Linked DNA regions of Mus musculus: region 2 is linked to region 1. Evidence: chromatin contacts called from public promoter capture Hi-C data. All regions are on one chromosome and are shown on one strand. The core of a region is the stretch at or near the end of the contact, and the rest is flanking DNA. Distances in the headings are between cores, read along the strand shown. Region 1 holds the start of Trmt2a (TRM2 tRNA methyltransferase 2A). Region 2 holds the start of Parl (presenilin associated, rhomboid-like).

Region 1 (5,602 bases), core at 1,059-3,558:
ATGTCTCAGGGTCATATGCCGAGTATGGTGTGGAACTGAAGAAACCACAAATATACTCAGTGTGTGCCCATCTGTCCTGGTACCTTGTCCCCTTACCCCACATCCACAACTGCCAGTGCAGGGGCCACCCCCCTTGTCCCAGATGGATCAGGGACTTCCCAGAAGCCCAGCCCCAGGCAAGGTCCCCACCGGATGAATTCCTGGAAGGCCTTCACCACCTGCTTAGTGGCCTCTGGAATGTGCACAGTGTCAAAGGGAGCTGCCACAGCACATGTTCCACCCTTGTACTTGCCAAGCCGGCAGCCAACTGTGTTGTCCTTGCCGTCTACCCCAACTCCGACCAGGAATTCACATTTATTACGATATTCAGTCTGTAGGAGTGTAGTAAAGAGTCAGATCTCAACCTTGATTACCCAGCACTGGAAGAAGAAATACCATAGTGAACAAAAGACCCAGATTTGCCCAAGGGGTAACAGAACAAGATTTTACTGCTGGCTTATCAAACATTGGGAAGAAATGAAAAGCAAGAAAAATATCAAAGAGCATATGCATAATAAAATTGACATGAACAAGGGCCAGCCTCCCAAGCCCCCCCATCCCCATACACACAGAATGGGATTTCTCTGACCTGCTGGGGTGATGGCTTGACCCCCTCCAGGGGGCAACAAGCTTTATTGTGCTGTTGTCTCTGTAAAAGCAGCCAGGGTAGCAGGGCACGATTAGTGTTCCCAATTTCTCTGCAGGATGAAATACATCATGGTTGGATTTAACACTGTTCCCCATCCATACTGGGCAATTCATTTGCGACCTCACTATCCCTCTGTTGTGGGCCTTATGAGTTCTTTCGTTGACCACTTCAGACTGGTGGTTCTCAACCTTCCTAATGGTGCCTGTGATCCTGTAATCATGTTGTGATCCCCGACCATAACATTTTTTAATTTTGTAGTTGTAATCTGCTAATGTTGTGAATCATGATGTAAATGTGTTTTCTGATGGTCTTAGGCAACCCCTCTGAAAGTCTGGTGACCCACTGGTTCCCACCAATGGTACAGAACCATTGACATAAACTCTGTGTGTATCTTGAATTGCTTACATGGCTAATGGACCAGGCCAAGAGCAAAACCCAGCTCTGCTTGGGATGTCAGCACCACACTCACTTGGCCAGTTTCTGTAGCACCCGCTCACATTCCAGTCGCTTCTGCTCCAGCTGCTCAGTGTAGGGCACTGTCCACAGAGGGGTCACCACATCGGCAATTTGTGTTACTGATGGCTCACTATCACCTTCTTGCCGCCTCTTCCTAGCCATGGGGTCAGCCTTGGGTCGGGCCAGGCGTACGCTGAGCGGACAGCCTTTCCAGAGAGCACCGTGCAGCACTCGCAAGGCCTTGTCTCGTTCAGCAGCGCTTCGGAATGTTACAAAGGCACATGGTGGCTGTCCAAAGAGTTTGATTTTGTGGGACTGTAGACCAAAACGGCCTAGAAAACGCCGGACGTCACTGAAGCTGGCGTGGCGAGGTACATTTTGGAGCTCCAGTTTAAAGATTTCTGATGTGAACAAGTCATCCCTTATGTAGCTGTAGAGCCCAGGCTGCGTTCCAGGCCCTGCAGCTGGCCCAGGCCCTGCTTCCTCTTTTTGACATAGTGGGGCCGCAGAGCTGGGTACAGCACTGGCATCCTGGCCGCAGTCCTCCATGGGCTCCGGAACCTACGTGGGAACAGACGGGCCTGGCTGAAGGCTCTAATTGGTATGACTCGCTCCCCCAAACCGCTGACAGATCTCCATTAGTGCACACTCCACGAAGCCCTGGAGAAACCCGTTCTTTTACTCTCGAGACCCAATTCTCCCCCATCCTATCTTTGATCCGACAGTAATGACTGCTGCCCCAACCCACCTCCGCCCACCCCGTCCACATCTCCTGCACGTCTCCCTTTGCTTTACTTCCGCGGCCGGCTCACTCATCTCCTGGCTCGTCTGTTGCCCGGACCAGGGTGCTCACGAGGACCACCGGCTCGGCCTCCCACCCAACAAGGGCGCAGATACGAGGTACGCCGCCGTGAAGGTAGACCGCAGCTCCACACAGGGACTCAAAACTCGGGTGCTCAGAGCTGGGACTGAGGTTTGCGGATGCACTGTCCCCAAGGGCCACACGCTGCGCCTGCCTTCGGCTGGCCAGCGCACACTAGCTGCGTCTCCTCTCTCTAAGGGCTTGGTTCCGATGACGTCACCGCCGCGCGCCGAGTCCCGACTGATCCTTCCAGCAGCCGCTCACGCCAGCGTCGGAGGCACTCAGCCTGCAGGCGGAAGTGCGCGCGTGGGTCGCCGGGAGAGCGCGCTCCCCGGGCTGAGGCGCGGCCGGGCATGCGCCGCGGGCGTTTTGGCGGGAAGCGCGGGGCGGGCCGGACAATGAATGTCCGCTGTCGGAGCCAATAAAGCTACACTGGTTTTGAATCACTGCGCGTTTCCCGCCGCTGGGGTCAGGGGTCAGGGTTCGGGTCGGGGGGCGGAGGGAAGAGCGGACGGGCGGGAGCGCCGGCGCCAGACGCGGAGGAAAGGAGCTGCGACTAGCCGCCCAGAGGCCGCCGAGCCAGCGACGCCTGAGCTAGTCGAGCCACCGTCGCCGCGCCCCCATGGCGGCCGCCAAGGTACAGCGAGGCCCGGGTGGGGCAGGGCAGCCGGAGAGGCAAGGGCCGCTATGGGCGGCCACGTGGGCGGCCCGCGCCTCGGCCTCCAACCCTCGCTGGCTTGCGGGTTCGGGGCCTGTCGAGGCGCCTGGGCCTGGGGTGCTCGAGGTCTTTGGGGGTCCGCGAGTGGGAGCTGCTGGCCAAGACTCCGATCTCGGGGTCTACAGGGCGGCGCGTGACCTTGTGGTCTGCGGATGAACAGCCATGCCCAAACTGGGCTCCCGGCTTCACCTGGGGACCTGGAGGTGGCCGATCTCCTCCGTCGTGGCCCACTTGTGATCTTCCCATTAGGGGCGGCAATCCTCCTTCCAGTTGCACGCAGACCCCTTCATTCATTAGGACATTGCGCCTTCGGTGGGGAAAGCTCGCGTCCCAGCGCAGGGTACAGATATTAGACGCGCGGACTCTGGGCGGGGGCGGCTTTGTTGGTGGCTCGTGTGTCGGCCGCAGCTTAGCCGCAGTGCTGAGAAACCGAACGAAAGGTTTCTGTTTCTTTATCCTGTTGAGTTAGGTAGTGAGTCTGGGATTTCTCTATATTATCAAAGCACGTGATCTTGTCAGATTTAAACATGCATGTCCTTGTAATTCTCCAAGTTGAGTCAGAATCTTAGAGCTTATTTGTCATACTTTTCCTAGCTTCTTTCGGCTTAAAATTTCAAGCTTGGGTATTATTGCTGGAGGGATTGTAAACTAACAAGTGCTTGGATAACCCTCAGTAAAAACTGTTACGGCTGCTCTTCCTTTTGAGTATATCATGTTCTTTTTCATGGTGGGTATTTTTTTTTTTAACAGAAGAGGAAGTTTCTCCCAAGCTACTTTGCCAAGGACTTGGGTGTGTGTAACCCATTGATGTTTGAGTGTGTAGGAGTGTCAAAATACACAGTCTTGTTTCATGATATCCTGTGATTTTTTTTTTTTTTTTTGTGATGCTGGTTGTAAATACAATCAGATGATGTGAAAGATAAAACCAAAGGCTTAATTTCCAATTTGGGGAGGCATTTTCCAGATGCCATTTGTGATTGATGATGCCCATTGTGGACCGAGTCCACCAGCCAGCAACATCACTCTACCTTCTCTACACAGGACAGTCACGAGGACCATGATACTTCCACAGAGAATGCAGATGAGTCCAACCACGACCCCCAGTTCGAGCCAATAGTTTCTCTTCCCGAGCAAGAAATTAAAACGCTGGAGGAAGATGAAGAGGAACTTTTTAAGATGTAAGTCTGTTAAGGGGTCCTGGAAGTATCTTTAGATAGGCTGACTGAGACAGAGAGAAAAAAGAGTGGACAGGAAGCAGGTCTCTGCAGGCTATTTCTTTCACATTTTGCAGTACCCAGCAACCATAGTTGGACCACTTATGTTTACCTCTTCAATTTCTAGAGGAGCCAGCCAAGCTAGGAATTCTGTCCCTTGTATTGTTTCTCTTTCAGGTATAAGCCTTAGTGATATGTTCTGGCATAGCCTCTTTGTGATTTCTATCTGGAACTGCACAGAAGAATTCTAGGGTGGCTGGGCACACTGATTTCTGTGAATTTCATGGCTTGGACCCAGCTTGATAAAGGCTGTTTTAAGAAAGTGCTTGGAGATGTATGGTGACTAGTCTTACAATGAAAATTCAACCATTTCTCAGCCAAAAATGTTGCCAGGTTATCCTGCTGCCTTGTGGCCAGTCATGTGAAGGTTGTTCCCATCACTGTTCTGTGTCATCTGGGTGTCTCCAGCAGGCTGTGGGGGCTCACACTTTTAGTCTCAGCACTTGGGAGGCAGAAGCAGGTAGATTTCTGTGGATTGTAGATCAATCTGGTCTATATAACCAAGTTCCAGGACTACATGGTGAGACTTTTTTTGCTGGGTGGGGGCTCCCTTTCTTTGTTGAGCAGAGTCTTTGCTTTTCTTTGTTTTTGCTTTGCTGTCTGTTGCCTTAACTGTATCCTCAAAGATTGAGGTTTGTTTAGCCCTTGTTAATTGTTATGTGTGTATGGGCATTTTACCTACATTGATGTCTATCTACACAATGTACTAAAGGAAGCCAGAAGAAGGTAGTGAATCCCTTGGGACTAAAGTAACAAGTTGTGAGTATCCATTTGGACCTCTGGAAGAACAGCCAGTGCTCTTAACTGCAGAGCCAATTCTTCAGCTTCCAGCTCATGGTTTTTCAGGTTAGAAAGTATGAGATCTGAGAGTGTAGTGCTAGCAGTGGTATGGACCTCATTCTCATGTAAAATCAAGAGAATTTGCTAATGTCAAATTTTCAGTTATGCCTAAGATGTTTGTTAGAGGTTCTCTGCTCTGAAGGGAGGGAGGGAAGGAGGCTGCCCATGGAGAGCCATAAGTACACCCTTGTACTACCTAGAAGATGGTGGTCCAGAGCTCTGATCCACAACAGTGGGTGAGGGTAGCATCTCCCTGAGTTACGTGGTACTTGATTTTGTCCACTTGATGCTGAAAGTACCCCAGTGTCCTCGGTATTGTGCTAGAGACAGCATATTGTGCCTTTATATAAGGGCCTTTGAGCTTTCTCTTAAGGAGTTAAGTGAAGATGCAATCTCCCTGGACAAGACTGAATTTGGAGGAGAGCAGAGGCTTTGTAACAGCAAATGCGGGCTACAGAGGAGAAGGGTGCTGGCTTGGCAGGAGAGCCAGGTGTACTGGACTCATTGCAGGTACTGTGTACCTGAAACCTGGAGGCTATAGGTTCCTTCTGACAGGAAGCTGTTGCTGGGCCTCTGGAAGATAATATTCCTAAGGCTTTATGTAGTTACAGGGCATTCATTTAGTGTGAGTAGGTTGTCCAGACAGACCTGTGGCTTCTTTACCTACTGAGGGTCATGTGTATCCTTAGATGTGTCTCTGGGGGAAAATCCTTTGCTATGAATATCTTTCTGCAACCTGGTATTTGTTGGCCTATTGTGCTCCC
Region 2 (5,952 bases), core at 2,109-4,608, 2.1 Mb before region 1:
TGACTCCCAGCACCAGCCAATTATGTTAAAGGGCACAGCAGCTTTCCAGTTAGATGCTTGCACACATATTCCTGTTTGCTGTTTACTGCAAAGCCTTGCCCCATAGACATTTGGGGCTCCCCACCACCAAAACCATCCTGTGTGACAGCAGTGCGTTGGGGATGGGGGGTGGGGAGCAAGCTAGCTCGAAAAAAATAAAGACCCTGCTGTGAGTTGCATCAGATTGGCTCCTGTCTGTTTTGGGGGGGATCACTAACATTTCCCTGGCACAACAAGGTGAATCCATGACTGTACCATCCATGACATGCTCAGGAGGCGGCATTTATGAGCATACCTCTCCATCTCTGTCTCCTGTATTCCTCCCGTTCCCGCCTTGTACAGTGTTCTCTGGGCTCTGGGTGGCAGACGAAGCTGTCCAAGCACCCAGCAGTCACTATGCTCAGGGCTTTGACTGTCCACTGCAGTAACAAGCTTCTCTGGCCGAGGCTGAGGGCCGTACCAATCTGTGGCTAGCAATTTAATATTTAGAAGGCATGTCCATTTAGATAACTTGTCTATTTAGCAAGATGGCAGAAGTAGGTTCCCATCAGGGCCGATGACCTTGCAGCCATGGCATTAGATCATCTTTGTGGTACAAGGCATGTATTTCCTCCAATAGAGCAGGCCTCAAATCTGATGTGGAAGTCATTGGCTTTCCTCATAAACTCCCTATCACTATCGGCCCAGTACTCATCCTGAGTAACAGTTTAGATGACCTTCCTCCCCCAGTGGCCTGAATTGCATTTGCTGGCATATGAAAGACAGCCAGCAGGAAAGAAGTCCCCAGGTCACTTCCAGCTTGATTTTTCTGTCCTGCAACCAAAATCTGTCTTCATCATAGAATCTTACTATATAGTTATGGTGGGAAACCAAGAACAATGGCAATAGGCTATACTGTTTGTGGTGCAGGGCTCCTACCCAATAACTCAAAGGATGCAAACACACACAGCACTGGGATGTTCACTTAATACCTTATGTCTTTTGGGGGTACCTGTGTTCAAGATATTTTTTAAATTATATTTTTTAATTAGTTTCCAAAATAGTGGGTTTCTATAACGTTTTGAGCTGCTATTTTGTGGTGGTTTGTTTGTTTGTTTGTTTATTGTGACAGTCTTATTATATAGACTATCTAGCTTCAAAGTTTCAGAGATCTGTTTGCCTCTATTTCTCAAGTATTGGAATTAAAAACATGCACTACCATGCCTGGTTTGGTGTGTGTGTGTGTGTGTGTGTGTGTGTTCAGGAACCAGAAGAGGGCATGAATCATTTGGAGCTAGAATTTCAGGAAGTTGTGAGTTACCTAACATGAGTGTTGGGAATTAAACTGGGGGCTTCTGGAAATGAAATCTTCTTAATCCACCAGTTGTTCCTCCAGCCTCCATTAGAAACAAAACAAAACAAAACAACCCTTAACTAAGAAAAAAAGCCTTTACTCCCAGCACTTGGGAGGCAGATGCAGGTGGTTCTCTGTGAGATGAAGGCCAGCCTGCTCTATAGAGTGAGTTCTAGGTCAGCCTGGGCTACACAAGCAAAACCTTGTCTCAAGAAACAAACAAACAAACAAACCCCCAAACCTAAAAGAAAAAAAACCACAAAACACTGGTAGCACGTCATGAATGAGAAGAAAAAAAAAAAAAGAAAGCAAGTGGCTGGACTAGGTTGATAGAGAAAAACTAAAGGAGGGAAATTAAATAGGAGGGCAACAGGGACAAGGTGGGTAGTGAAGTCGTGGCTAAAGGTAGAGTGGAGGGAGGGAGGTAAAGCAATGCAGCAAATAGCCTAAAACAAGCCAAATTCTGCAGACTCTGCACAGACCCTGAGAGTCAGGCGGCCAGCCTGTGATGTCTGGGGAGTGAGAAGAGGGGTGGAGATATATATGACGGACACAGGCTGGCCCACACTGGTTCTGGTTTCAGTTGGCTCAGTCCATCCATCTTTATGTTGGCCCATTTGGCCTACACTGACTTTGAAAACATGGACAATAAGAAACAATTGTGTATTTAATCTGTGAATGAAAACATAGAGTCACACAAAGTGGGTATCCCTTAACAACCAAACTCCTCTGCATCCCATATCTAGAAGCTACAAACAATGACTGGGGTCCCTTAAGCATCTCCACTGGTGCTGCTACCCACAGTTATGCAGTGTGTTCTGACTCTTTCTGAATAAGGGTCGCTCCCCATGTTCTTCATTCTCGAAGCCTGGAAACACTCAGCCCAGACCTTTACCACCAGTAACAGAAGAGTTTCTAAGGGACCCCCACCCCCACCCATTCTCCTTTTCCCTCTTGAAATAAATGAGATGACAGAGTAGTCCTGGAGGTGCTTCTGATAGACTCCAATCTAATAATATAAACCAAGGGCCATAAAATTGCAGAGGGAGTTAAAAAGTCTCTTTTACTATAAGTGAGGTTTGTTGTGAGTTCTAGAAAATTGCGGATTTATAGTTAGGAAAGGAAACATGCCATGCTTAGGCATTACACATGATTCCCTGCTACTGTAACATTCTTATTTGAAACATTCCTGTAGAAAGGGAACATTGTTCTCAAAGCAAATGTTAATTGTGCTGGGATACTTGACTCTCAGTTGTCTAGAGATCAACCAGACTCAGGTGTAGGAGACCCTCTCCCTTCCCTTGCTTCTTCAACTGAAACACTTGGGGCTCTGTCTTTGGCTATCAAACTTCAGTAATGGAACCACCCCAGAAATCTCATGCTGGAAGGAAAAAGCCTGAGTTTCTGGGGGCAGCCAGTAACTACAGAAGGATTTGCAACTTGTCAAGGGGGCAGGCTTGGAGAAGGAGGCTGGATCAGGGGTCGGGGGTGACGGGTGAAGGGTGATTGGTGAGGGGACACAATTTCCTTATACTGCACACTTCTTGCCTTCCATTTAAACCTTATCTTTATGTTAGACCTGGAAGATGAACGTGGGGAGTCATTGAATTTCATCCTCTCAGTGTGGTCCCATTTAATAAATCGTTTTCTGCTTTTCACAATCAGACAGATGTCCAAGCCTGGCGAGTTAAGGTTGCCACTGTACAGGGCCATTTCCCTTTTCTGAGACTATAAAGCACAGTGAAACGGTGTCTTGTGGTTAAATGTGATAACCTGAGGGTGTCTGATAACACAGCGTTACTCAAAGCCTCAAGTTTTCCCCAGTCACTCTCACCAGAAACTTCCAAGGTGGCGCTGGTCTGAGAAGAGGAAGACCGGAACTGAACGGCCTCCAGGTGGCGCTCTAGACCACTCCTCCGCGCTGTGTGGCTTTTTTTTTTTTTTTTTTTTCTTCGCCCCGGAAGTGATTTCTAGGCCGGGGTTAGAGAGGTCGGGCCATGGTGGGGCAGAGGTTGGGAAGATGGCGTTGCAAGGTTGGGTACAGCGAGGCTGGCGCTGCGGTCCGGCGTGGGCGCCTCCCTTGGGTGGCGGCTACCGGGAGCTCTCTGCGACCCAGGCCCCGCGGCTGCTTGGACGCAGGTAATGGCCGCCGCTTCCAGCTCCCCCGGCTTCCCATGAGCTGGGGTTGCGCGCATCCTCGGGGGATAGGTAGCCGTGTGGGGCTCCCGCTTTCCATTGTTTACGAGGTCTTTGCTAAAGCTGACTCCTCCCTGCCTAGCTTTTCCTTGGTCCTCCTTTCCCTACTGGCTTCTGGGTGCCGAGCCGCGAGAGGTGTCTGGCCGAGCCCGGCCCGGTTCTCCGGACCCGCGGTCTTTCCTAGTAGTTCCGAGGGATGTGATGGAAAGGGGAACTTCTGAGCGTTAATTGCATGTCCGGCTCATATTCTTGAAAGGGCTGTACTGCTGTAGGAAGCACGTGGCCTTTCCGGCCGGCCGGATCTTACATGAAGTGTAATAGAAGAGAAATTCCATAGCAGTTGAATTAATACTGACGTTGAAACTTAGTCCGAAGATGTCAACTTTGCAACTTCTACCTAATTGATGGTACCATACACACCAAGGGGCCTGAGGTCTTTATAAACGTGTGAGCTAGCCAGAGATGAGATTGAGCCTGGCGAAGGCACCACCTGATCTTAAAATTCACCCGAGGTGGGCACAGGTCTGTAATCTCAACTCTCAGTAGTCTGAATCAGGAGGATGGCGAGTTGGAGCCAAGCTGGGAAAGGCTGAATTATAAATAAATAAACAGCACCTGGACTATATGTAGATTCATTTCCCAGGTGCCACCCAAAATCAGAATCTTGGAAAGTGGCGAAAGCGGAAGAACCTGCTCCTCAAGTGAAGCTTATTAACATCTGTGGAAAAGTTGCATATGGTGTAGCTTACTGGCTAACGTTTAAAATCAGGCATTGCTTTTAAACAGCTTGGTGTGGTCAGACTTGCTTGTAAGCAGGGTTAGGCGTTCAAGGCTAGGCTGGGCAGCAGAAGACTGGAAAAAAGAAAGGAAGAAAAAAGTCTTAAACAGGTGGAACTGGGGAGGTGCCTTGGAGGTAACAAGATTTCTGTGATCCTGTTGATTTGCTGTGATAGTTTCGGGAAAAGGCAGCAAAAGAAGTGGACACTTCATCTCTGAGGAACCTCATTGGTAGGGTGCTTGTCTCTAGTAACACCACAAAACTTGTCAAAAGAGTTTAGCCTACCTATCATGGTGGCTCAGGCTAGTAATCCCGGCACTTGGGAGGTGGATTAGGAGTAGGAGCCAGACTGTCAGGCCACCATGGATTACTTGAGGTCCTGTCTAACCCTCCCCTCAGTACATGTGGTATTAAAATTTATATGGAAACTTGGAAACTGACATTCTTAATCTTGTGGTTATGGGAGAATGCATTAGATGAGAATGTGGGTGAACCTGAAGTGGCTTTGCTCTTGTCTCCACATGTATGAACTTAATAGGGAATGGGAGTTGCTCGCTTTGTAATCACTAGTCTGTTTTGAGCCACTGTGGTTCTAAATTAGCATGAAGAATGAGCCAGGCCTTGTGGCTCTAAAGAGGTCCCAACGTTTGCATTTTATAAACACTTTATGTGGTGATACAAAGGCAAAGGTGATACAAACACAAGGTCCTCAGGCACCTGCCAGCCCACACACGGTTCTCCCTTTACAGGAGTTATAAGATTTTATGATATGGTTAAGTTTAGGTTGCTGCACTCCTGTCCTTCAGGATTCTTGTCTAGCAAGAGAAATCAATAGTACTGGGTTACAAGTTTAGTTCTGTATAATGAATGCATTCTGATGATGATCATTTGGTTTAGTTCAGTGGGAACTGATCACTTTATTTATTAGACCTACTTTGGCTACTTTAAACTCTTCCTGGGCTTCGTGAGCTCTTAGCTCAGCACTCAAGATTCTCTGCTCTTACAGGGGACCTGGGTTTGATGCCCAGTTTCCACATGGTTGCTTACAACTGTCTGGAACCCAGTTCCAGGGGCTAAAGGCCTCTTTAGGCCTCTGCTAGCACCAGGCACACATGTAGTGCACAAACATACATATAGGCAAAACCTCCATATACATAAAATTAAACGCTCTTGGGGCTGGAGACATGGCTCAGGGGTTAAGAGCACTTAGTACTCTTCTAGAGGACCTAGGTTCAATACCTAGCACTCAAATGATGGTTCACAATTGCCTGTAATTCCAGGCCTAGAAATCTGTTACCCTCTTTGGGCCTCCAAGGCATCAGACACATGAGTTGCACAGGCGTACATGCAGACAAAACATCCATACATGTAAGGAATTGAATTTTTAAAAAGAATAAGGCTTTTAAAAAGAAAAAAAATTACTTAGGAATGCATTTGGCTATAAAACTGATGACTAGATAAGTGGGAATTATTTTTTCTAAGATGTTTTGAGGGAAGAAGCGACTGCTGTCTTTGTACTATACTCCAAAATGTCAGGGTTTAAGTGTAAATTCCTTGACCTTTATCTTGGCTTTAAAGAGAACTGTTTTAGCTTTAGATATTACAT

Evidence for each region. Promoter capture Hi-C pulls out the DNA fragments that hold promoters and counts their contacts.
Region 2: a contact with region 1 is called in a promoter capture Hi-C map of second pharyngeal arch cranial neural crest. The contact joins the promoter of Parl here to the promoter of Trmt2a in region 1. A contact is called at or near these places in 7 of 39 promoter capture datasets (the C10 cell line, cranial neural crest, frontonasal cranial neural crest and 4 more) and 1 of 115 datasets of contacts at active chromatin or transcription factors (astrocytes).

The regions. Positions count from the first base shown.
Region 1 is chr16:18,245,589-18,251,190 of GRCm38.p6, reverse strand. It overlaps Trmt2a (TRM2 tRNA methyltransferase 2A), which reads right to left and starts at 2,308. Exons shown (of 12, transcript NM_001080999.2): 1 at 1,940-2,308; 2 at 1,158-1,705; 3 at 629-737; 4 at 190-371; 5 at 1-35. The coding sequence starts at 1,960. Ranbp1 (RAN binding protein 1) reads left to right here and starts at 2,497. Exons shown (of 6, transcript NM_011239.2): 1 at 2,497-2,643; 2 at 3,766-3,902. The coding sequence starts at 2,629.
Region 2 is chr16:20,299,768-20,305,719 of GRCm38.p6, reverse strand. It overlaps Parl (presenilin associated, rhomboid-like), which reads left to right and starts at 3,358. Exons shown (of 10, transcript NM_001005767.4): 1 at 3,358-3,511. The coding sequence starts at 3,393.